2 separate regions of the Zea mays genome follow, and region 2 is linked to region 1. The links are chromatin contacts, called in public Hi-C maps. All regions are on one chromosome and are shown on one strand. Each heading gives the region's core, a stretch centred on a gene start, on an enhancer-like site or on the middle of the called end of the contact. The rest is flanking DNA. Distances are from core to core; before and after follow the strand shown. Region 1 has its middle 14 kb from the start of LOC103647502. Region 2 holds the start of LOC100285415 (RING-H2 finger protein ATL5F).

The links. Hi-C and Micro-C count contacts between places; a contact is called where the count stands out from the background.
Region 2: a contact with region 1 is called in a Hi-C map of leaf, with 6 times the contacts expected there. The contact joins the promoter of LOC100285415 here to the enhancer-like site in region 1. A contact is called at or near these places in 2 of 25 Hi-C or Micro-C datasets (ear and leaf).

The regions. Positions count from the first base shown.
Region 1 is chr2:192,636,035-192,641,176 of Zm-B73-REFERENCE-NAM-5.0, reverse strand. No RefSeq gene overlaps it. Among protein-coding and RNA genes, the nearest start is that of LOC103647502, 14 kb to the right of the region's middle. Within about 2 kb of position 1,851, at least 18 of the 20 cell types and tissues checked have an H3K27ac peak or open chromatin away from gene starts, as enhancers often do. A contact at or near this core is called in ear and leaf, where this site is marked.
Region 2 is chr2:192,980,671-192,985,589 of Zm-B73-REFERENCE-NAM-5.0, reverse strand. LOC100285415 (RING-H2 finger protein ATL5F) reads left to right here and starts at 3,469. Exons shown (of 1, transcript NM_001158308.2): 1 at 3,469-4,919. The coding sequence starts at 3,633. The coding sequence ends at 4,706.

The sequences.
Region 1 (5,142 bases), core at 602-3,101:
CAGTCGCGGCCACACATCATTGCCATTCGTCAAGGCACGCACGGCGCCAAAGCCGCCGAGTGGTCGCATGCGAGAAAGCCCCCCGGCTCGGAAGGGAGCAGAGAGAGAATAGACACGGAGAGAGAGAGCCGTCTCGCGAACGGTAGCCGGGTAGGTATACTGGAGTACTACTACTACGACGACGATCCGCCGTGCGGGTTCTGATTGGGACGTATCAGCGGGCTCGGGGTCACAGGGCGCCGCCGAAAAAGGCGCGCGTGAAAGGGACAAAACGAGGCGTCGCCTCCAGGTCTCCGGCTTGGATCGCCCTACGGCGTGCGATGGGAGTACGGGTGCGCGGGGAGGGGAGACTGGCAGACTGCAGTGCAGGCACGCAGGCGTCACATGCGGCCAGCAGCGCGGCCTTGCGACCCGGCTTTGCGTCGCGCCGCTTTGCCGATTCCGGCGTCGGGTTGCCGCTTGGTTGTTTGCCGCTTGCTCCACGCGCTCGATCACTGTTTGCCCAGCCGGATCAGACGTGAACCGGCCGCGCGAGGCGGCGTGGGGCTGTGGCCTTGAATCCTTGACTAGGGATGAAAACGGTTTCGAAATTTTTCGGTTTTCCGGAAACCGTTTTCGATTTTTATCCGACCGAATTCAGCGGTAACGGTATTTTCGAAAACGGAATCGGTTGTCGGAATTTTATATCGAAATCGGTATCGAAACCGGTTTAGCATTTTGCCGACCGTTTCCTCCGGTTACCGAATTTAATCAGAATTTATCGAATATAGAATTCGGAATTTTCCGAAATTTAAAATAAAAAACAAGATAAACGGGCCAAAACCCACATTTTCAATCTGGCTCAAGCCGCCGGTCTCCTGCCCGCTCAGAACTTTGCCCGCTCAGAACTTTGATAATTGACTGCGGCAGGGTATCTATTTATATAGAATAATTTGTGCACCGTGCAGTTTACTAAGCGAGGTAGGACTAAGTGATAAAACTGCGCTCGCTACTGCCGGTCTGCTACATCGCGCTAATGGGCTGTAAGGTGCGCTAATGAGCTTACCGTGCGTGCGTGGTGCGACAGACGGCGGGAGCAGGGCCTCGTATATATATATGGCTCTATATATATTCCGTGCCAAAAAGGTTGAGGTGTTTGAACTTTTGATCTTTGTGAATTGTGAACTTTTGGTATTTGTTGTATTATGAGCTTATTATGTTATATGTTTACCGATTGTATTTTAAATTTCGATCGTTACCGGTGTATTTTCCGTACCGAACTTTCGTTTCCGAAGTTTTCGAAATACCGATATCGTTTCCGTTTTCGGAGTTACCGTTTTCGATTTCATTTCCAATAAAAAATATAAAAATGGTAATGGTTTTAGTGTTTACCGACCGTTTTCATCCCTAGCCTTGATTGCCGTAGTCCGCCTGCTACTCAGTTACTTTTTACATGCGGAGTACTACGTAGTGGTCGGTGGTCACCGCAGTGAAAGCAAGGCCACAGGCTTTGATAGCATGGCGTGCTCTATAGTTGTCCAAACAGGCTGTTTCGGCCAGTAACCAGTCTGGCCCGGCATGGTGACATTTACATTCTTGTAAAACCCTAAACCCTAAGCTCATTTGATAAGCTCATTAGAGGTGTTATTGTGCCAATTAAAACCAAGTTTCGTAAACAATGGAGGCAAATAACCATTCTGTACTTATGAGCTACGACGAAAGGTTTCATAAGCTTCTCTTGAGGTTATCTCGTCTCACTGCCACCTCCCTTCCTCCTTCCCCGCGCAGGCCCAGTAGCCCCACCAGCCAACTCCGCTCCCTACCTTCTGGCCCAGTAGTCGCCAAAGATCAATGATAAGGCCCATAGGGAGCTTAGGTCGCCGTCCCCCGATGCCCTGCCAGTGCCCAAGGATCCCTATCGTCGGGCTGCCGCTGGCCTTATACAGTGGCCGTCGTCAGTCGTCACCTCACTCTCCTTCCCCAGCCGCTGCCATCTTCCCTTCCTCCCTCGTCTTCTCGCTCTCCTGCTCGGGATCTCGCCGGCGCTCCAACATCTCCGGACTCCGGTAGAGCTCCACTCGGTCTCCCCACGCGTCAAGCTGCTCGGTGTTGGCCCTCCGGTAGTCCGGTACCCTCTCGTCGTTGGGGTAGCTGGCTGCGGCGTCAGCATGGCGAGTCGGGGAACCACCCCACCACCGCCCTCCTCTATCGGCTATCCCAAGCCTCACCAGCCCTAGCTCACCTCCTAGCTCCGCCCTCGAGCACTAACGTTCATCCTACCGGAGTACCTGGACCCCTCGCCGAAGCTATAGATGGCCAAATGGGCCGTGCTTGACGGGCCGGCCCGAAGCACGGCCCATTTAATAGTGCCGTGCCGGGTCCGGCACAACAGCCGTGCCGTGCTTGGGCCGCTGCCTCGGTCCGCAGTGCCGGCCCGGCCCGGCAAGATTATATTTTTTTTTATTTTATAAAACATAGTATATATATTAAGATTTTATATTTGCTATTTTCAACAAAAACACTAGAGTTCTACTGGTTAGTCGCTTACGGATAGTGCTCTCAGCCGTGTAGAAGGAGGGCGTGGTTTCGAAACCTCAATTCCACACAGTTTTTTTTGACATTTTTCTGATTTAATGGGAACCTGGACACGTTAAACGGGCCGGCCCGGCACGGCTACCAGGCCGGCGTGCCGTGCCGACATTTTTCTGATTTAATGGGAACCTGGACATGTCAAACGGGCCGGCCCGGCACGGCTACCAGGCCGGCGTGCCGTGCCTGGGCCGCGTCTGCGGCACGCGGGCCGATCGGGCACGGCCCGATTATGTGTCGGGCCTAACGGGGCCGTGCCGGGCCGCCCGTTTGGGCAACTCTAGCCGAAGCGACTGCGCAGGCCGAGTTCACGACAAAAAAGACTGCACTGCCACCGCCCACCATCAGCCACGGGGCCTTCACCGAGTGTTGGTGCCTTTTTGTCACCAAACACTATAATGAATCGTTTAGCGGTACTTGGCACCTTGGTTTCGGCTCCGCAAGGTGAACAGTAGTGGCGGCCTGCGACAGGTCGCCGGATCGCCTGGTAGTGCCCTCTGTGACGGCGCGGACGGTCCGCGGCCTTGGGCCGGACGGTCCGCGGCCTTGGCGCAGGAGCGGTGTCTTCCCTGCGTCACACCGGACGGTCCGCAGCTCTGGGCCGGACGGTCCGCGACCTGGCGACAGGATCGTCTTCCTCCTCCTTGCTGGAATCTAGATCTCATCCCCTGGGGGAAAAAGATCTTAAGGTGCCCCGGGTCGACAGGTCACCCGGGACGTCCCCAGACGACGTGGAGTCGCCTAGGAATTAAGAGATCAAATCGAGGAAGAGGTCTTGGATGGACAACTAGATCTTGCCCCCCGGGAGGGGTGAGATCCTAGGGTCGTCTTGGGATCGGCAGGCCACCCAAGACGGATCTAGACGACGTAGAGTCGAATAGGGGCGGAGGTGGATATACGGAAGGCTACAACTAGAACTATGCTACATCTACTCCTAGGGCAGGAAAAGTAAATAGGGTAATTGGTTCGATTGGAATGTGTTCAGGGGTTCTCAATCGGCCGTACCCCTTTATATTTATAGGGGAGGAGGTCTGGACCTTTTCCTAAGAGATAGCCAACAAACTCCCACGTGATTAGATGGATAACCACGCACGAGATAAGGATAAACATCCGAGTTAATCTAATCTCGGGACACACGGACCGTCCGGGCCCATGGGCCGGACCGTCCGCTCATTTTGGTGTCCAACATATGCCCCCCTGCCTTTTGGTGGAGCTTGGCGAACCAAAAGCATCAGCGAAAACTTTGGAAACAATTGACCTCATGAGGTTTTGTTCCCGAAGTAAGGACTCAACTCGATGCAAGTCATCGGCTCTTGCGATCAGATAATATAAATACTTGATGGGACTTTAATGCACAGAGGCCGTTTCGGATCGCATCCTCTTCGGCCATGTCTACCTGATCAACCTGTTAATAGGCAAAAACTTGTGGTGCCCCCCAGCCCAAATAAGCAAACGGATTGGGCCAGTAATACGAATTCATCGCCGTACCACCCCACACATGAGCAGGACAACACATCGGCGATGGATAGAACGGGACGCACCATGCTATCCCTAGAGGAGGATGACAAGGCGATCTTGGTTGTGCTACCCTTTGGGTCCGTTTAGTCGGCTTTTGCTTTCGCACAGGTCGCCCTTTTGACTTCGTTTGTTTTATTGGACGGTTGTGTGGAACGGCCTTCTTCATATATTTGGCAAGCAACTGACCAAAAGTAGGGCCGACTCTACTGAGTCGTCCAGACGTCTTAGTAGTGTTTTGTTTGCTAACACTTGTGTTGAAACGTTGTGGTCCAATGGTCTCAGGTTGCTGCTTCTGACCATCTGCGGATCGTCCGGCCATCATAGCCGGACTGTTCGCGCCTGTCTCGGACTGTTCGGCCTTAGTACCCGGATCGTCCGGCGTACGCAGGACAGGTGACCGTGATCGGGTGTCCGATCGTGCTTGCCCCCCGGTGCCTCCGGTCTTTCTTTTGTCCGGAGCCTTCAGAGTAACCATTCTGCGTGACATATTTGGTGTGCGAGGATCACCAATGACGATATTTTTATTTTTACTTTTATCGGCCGCACAAGGCCGAATTATGGCCTTTTTGCTCGTTGGCTCTAATGTGGTGACAGGAACAGGTGGCCTGTCAATTTTCACCTCTTTTTGAAACCTCAACCGACCTTCGTTTATAGCCGATTGTATTTGCCGACGGAAGACAGCACAATCATTGGTGTTATGGAGAAAGGAGCCATGCCATTTGCAATAAACACACCCTTTTAATTGTTCAACCGGAGGAATTACATGTGACAATTTAATATTACCATGTTTAAGCAACTCATCAAATATTTTATCACATTTAGTAATATTAAATGTGAACTTAACCTTTTCCTTTTGTGTCGAGTGCAGGTGAGAGCGAACAGAAGGTTTGGCCTTAGTGGGCCAAACAAGCTCAGGGACGTGTGACTTTTTTGGTTCTTGGAGCTTGGATGGCCGACTATCTTTATACTGGCCTTCCGCACTAGGGGGATCACAGGTGATTTCAGGTGCTTCGGACGGTCCGACCTGTGCAGTCGGACGGTCTGTGAGTGGACCGG
Region 2 (4,919 bases), core at 2,220-4,719, 340 kb before region 1:
GTCGGTGTCGTCTCTCTCCCTCCGACCTCCCGGAACCACCCGGGGCAGAAGAACTGCTCGCGGCTCCCTTGCCTTTGCCCGAGGGGCTGAGGTTTGCTGAGGGAGCCCTGGAGTCGGCATCGGGGGGCTGAGAATCTCCGGCCGGTACACCGGTCTGGCGAACCACTACGCCGCTCTCATCAAGGGTCGGCAGCGAATCTAAGATTGTTGTCCTCAACCCTTGGTCGTCGCAAAGCGGAGAAATGCCCTCGGGAAGGATCAAGGACTCAGCAACGAAGGACTCACTAGTGACCCCCTTCACCAATAGCTCTAGCTCCTCCCAGGTCAGGTCGGTGCCTGGCCCGCGCAGGACCCGGCCAGGGTCGTTTGAGCCAGAAAACCAGTAGCTCAAGCGTGCCCTCGCTTGCAGCGGCGCGATCCGGCGCTGCAAGAACTCGCCAACCACGTGCATCGACGTTAGACCACCGGTCGCCAGAGACTCGATCCTGTCCAACACAGGCCCGAACTCCGGCGCCAATGACTGCTTGGCTCTCCATTGCTTCTTCTCGAGCCTCGACCTGTCACTCGGAAGTACGAGACGGTCGCTAGCCTCGGTATTGGCGATCACCCATTCGGCTCGCCAGCTTTCCCACCTCGCGCCGTTGAGGGAGGGGATATAGGCGCTGGCCGAATCCGCCCTTGATTGGAAGTAATACGCGCCGAGATGGTCCTTGGCCTTCCCGGACTTCACCAGCATGAAAAAGTGGCGGGAGAGAGGTGCATGGTGCCACCCCCACGAACATCTCGCACAGGTGGGCAAAGATGGCCGCCTGAAGGATGGAGTGGGGTGTGAGGTGCTATAGCTGGAGACCGAAATCCTCCAACAATAACATGAAGAAGGGGGAGATCGGCAACCCCAACCCGCACGAAAGGTAGGAGACAAAAAGCACAAACTCCCCGGCGGCGAGATCACCGAGGGGGGAAGCGCCGGCCCAGATTCTCCAAGCGTACGACGGCGCACTCCATCCGAGCAGGCGGCGCACTGTGTCGAGCCTCCTCTCGGTCTGGTAACGCTCGGGATGAACCAGTGAAGCCATGGCTGCTACGGCGGCGAAAAGAGAAATGTGGGTGCAGTAGAGACGCAAAGGACTCGGAGGAGAAGGGACGCAACAGTTGAAGAAAGTGCGGATGCAAAACTGCTGGCCGTGGAGTAAGTCCCCTTTTCTCAAAAGGGGCCCTTCCTCGCGCGTCCCAACCCCCTCCAACGCGCGCCTAGTGCTCACAGTGACTCGGTCCCTGACATGGGGGCCCAGGTCCACATGTCACGCACCCGGGGAACCAGTCTCCGAGTGTGTGGAAGACGGGCCGTCTCCCCGGAAGCAAACTGTCACGCACGTCGCTTAGGGGTCGCTGAAAGATATTTTTTAGGCGGTAGCAATAAGACGCCCCGCGCGCAGTCTAACGAAACCGGCGGGAGCGGAGGCCATGTACCTGCCAGATGCGGGGATAGACATGGAAGGCGGCACGACTGAAGGCAAGTTGGCGACGGTTACGTCAGCAAGTGCCCGGAGATGGCACAACAACCAGACTTTGGCCCCACCTACAGGCTTGTAACCTCCCCTGAGGCGGGCCCCGAGGCCACTGTCTGTACCCAGGAACAGGGGTACCCCTTACTATAGTAAGGAGGCGCGGTACCCCCACCACGTGGACAACTCCGAGGCCGCCAGATGACCAGAGAAGGTAACATATACCGTGATACCATCTGTGGATCCAGACCCCTGTGAAAGAATGCCGGACCTCGGCATACCTACCTGGGACCTTAGTGTTCCCCTAAATGGGACCCGGACCCTTCTAAGAGAGGTCCGAACCGTCCACTACAAGATCTCGGGACGAGGAGTACCCTGGCCTAAGTCGAAGGCGTACAGGGGTCCGGCACAGACACTTGTCTGGGTCCTGCCAGGCACGCCTACGCTCCCCGCTCAGGCAGGGACCCGGTGCTACCACGTGGCCTACGGATCATGACGTAAGCCGGAGAGCAGAGCCTGACGTAAGGCCACACGGCCGTGCGATCTCTGCATTTATTGCGGAGATCACACGCCGCCTGACCGACCTGCAGATGGGTGATGTGCCGACTCGGCATTTAATGTGCCCCGTCCACTCTGCTGGCAGGCGGCGACCAGACTAGGCGGCGCGCCTGTTCAATCAAGCAGCGGACAGTACGCCCACACCGCTGCACGCACGCAGTAGTCATCATGACTTAAACAATACCGAGGAACCTTCTGCAGCACGCCGATTCTACTCAAGCGGCGGATGTCGGGGCATAGGGAGATAACACAAGGTGACCGACATTAGTTGCTCCGGGTATTCCATCCTTATGTCTCTGGACCCACATGTCGGGGTACGAAGTCTTTTGTGCATGCCCCCCTTCAACTATAAAAGGGGAGGCATGCGACGTTACAACACAAGTTCATTCAGACTCTCAAGCTTCCATAGCAACCCAACACACAGTGGAGTAGGGTGTTACGCTCCGGCGGCCCGAACCACTCTAAACCCTCGCGTGTTCTTGTATTCGTCCATCCATCTCGCATAACAGGCAAAACGCTTATGTCCCTCCTCATCTTAGGATTTAGGGCGGGTGCACTCCGCCACCCGGCCGGAGATTTCCTCTCTGACAAATATTATGATATGCACATATAAATAAGGACTATCCGAGCAATAACCGGATAAAAAATGAAGTTATGGTTAGTGATTGATGATTTTATATCTTTATATGCAGTTATAATGAGACAATTTATTGGATTCAAGCTTTATAGAACACATAAAGGGAGGGTTTAAGTCCTAATTTAGGTTCCCATCGAATCCCCGTGAGGGTAATTTTTATCCTCGTTCCCAACCCGTTAAATTTCGGATCCCCGCCCTGCCATCCTCGCGGGGAAATTTTTGCCCCATCCCTGTCTTAAGAGAAAAAATGTTATTTTTAAAACAACTCTAATAGTTCTCTAAACAACTATCTAAAACTTAAATTTAAGAAGTGAACAGAAAAATATTTCTCCAATAGTTCTTCAAATAGACTTGCTAAATTTAGCAATTTGCTATCTAACCTCGTTCGTTCTCTAGATTTAACAACTTGATAGTCACCGTTACATAGAGTTAGCGTCGATTTCTTCGCAACCGCATGCTCATATTTTTGTTTATCCTGGCCAACTAGTGTTTGACTTTCCGTAAGCCAATACTGGCCAGGTCAGGCTTGACGCTCAGCGCAAGAGGAAACGCCATCACGGAACAGCGTTTCTTCACCGACATGTGCGCTCAGAATAGTAGCAGGACTTATTGAGGCCACAGTGTCAGAGAGAGTGTTGGTAAAGTCGCAGGTGTTGGGGACTCGCAGTCGCAGTCGCCCTCGGCTGTCCATGCGAATGCGATCCAGCTCCACAGTCCACACCAAAGCTCGCCAAACCTTTTACCAAACCCACCAACAGCGACCAATCCACTCCACGTATCCCCCTCCATTCCCAACCAGACTAGCCCACCAGTCCACCACCAGTCCACCACCGCCCCCTCGCGCACGCGCACCTCTCGTCCTCTCCGATGCGCGCCTTCGAGCCGACTCCGCCGCCGCCGCTGCACCAGCCCCAGCCCCAGCCGAGGTAGCCATGTACACGGTGCGCCCGCACGCGGCGGCGACGGTCACCCTTAACTGCACGGAAGCACCGCTCGACTGCCTCCCCCTCTGCCCCGGCGGCGGGGACGCCTGCTTCGAATACGTCCTGCCCCCACCACCCCCGATCCCGGTGATCCCGCGCGCGCCGGTCGCCGACCGCCACGCGCCCGTCCGCCTCATCCTCGTTATCTCCCTGCTCTCTATCTTCCTCTCCCTCTCGCTCGGGCTCTCCACGCTCCTCCTCTACCGCCGCCGCCGCCGCCTCATCCTGCGACGACGCCGAAGCCTCGCCGCGGCCACCGCCGAAGGGCCCGACGACGAGGAGGAGGGCGGGGGCGGTGGAGGGGTGGTGCACCACGTGTGGTACATCCGGACGGTGGGGCTCGACGAGGCCACCATCGCGTCCATAGCCGCTGTGGAGTACCGCCGCGGGGTGGGCCGGAGCGGGGACTGCGCGGTGTGCCTCGGCGAGTTCAGCGACGGGGAGCTGGTGCGCCTCCTCCCGCGCTGCGCTCACCCGTTCCACGCGCCCTGCATCGACACCTGGCTCCGCGCCCACGTCAACTGCCCGATCTGCCGTTCCCCCGTCGTCGTCATTCCCTCCGATCTACCCGTCGATGCCGCGGAGGCTGAGGCAGGCGGTGCCCAATTGGGAGAACACTACGTTCACGAGGAAATGTCGCTGTCTCAATCTGAATCGGAGACTGAGGGCTCGGAGGACTCTGAGGCGTCGTCAGCCTCAGCCACTCAAAGTGAAGGCACGTCTACAGCGGAGGAGAATGGAAGGGACACGCCCAAGCCAATTAGGCGCTCGGCTTCCATGGATTCTCCGTTGTTTGCCGTAGCTCTTCCTGAAGCAAATGATGATGTGGTGCGGTATAATTGCAAGTTGCCAAATCCCCGAGAGATGAAGGTCTTCAGGGCGAAGGAGAAGGAGGCCGCAGGCATTTCTTCGTCCTCGTGTCAGTCAGGCCGGTTCAAGATTGGCAGGTCCATGTCAAGCAGTGGCCAAGGGTTTTTCTTCTCACGGAATGGCCGCTCCAGTGGTGCTGTGCTGCCACTGTGAGTTGGTATGTTTTTACTGTCAATTGGTTGCAGCCTCAGCAAAGCCGGGAGCTGGTAGTGTGTCAGAGTTTGTTGATAGAAAACGCAGAGAGCTGAAGTTGCTCTCCGAGAAAATCTTCATTTAGGTGTGAGTTATTCATGAGAGCAATTGTTGTCGCTAAGGATTGCTGGAGTGATACGGTTGTGTAAGCTTCGAAGTTCCAAGTATGATAAC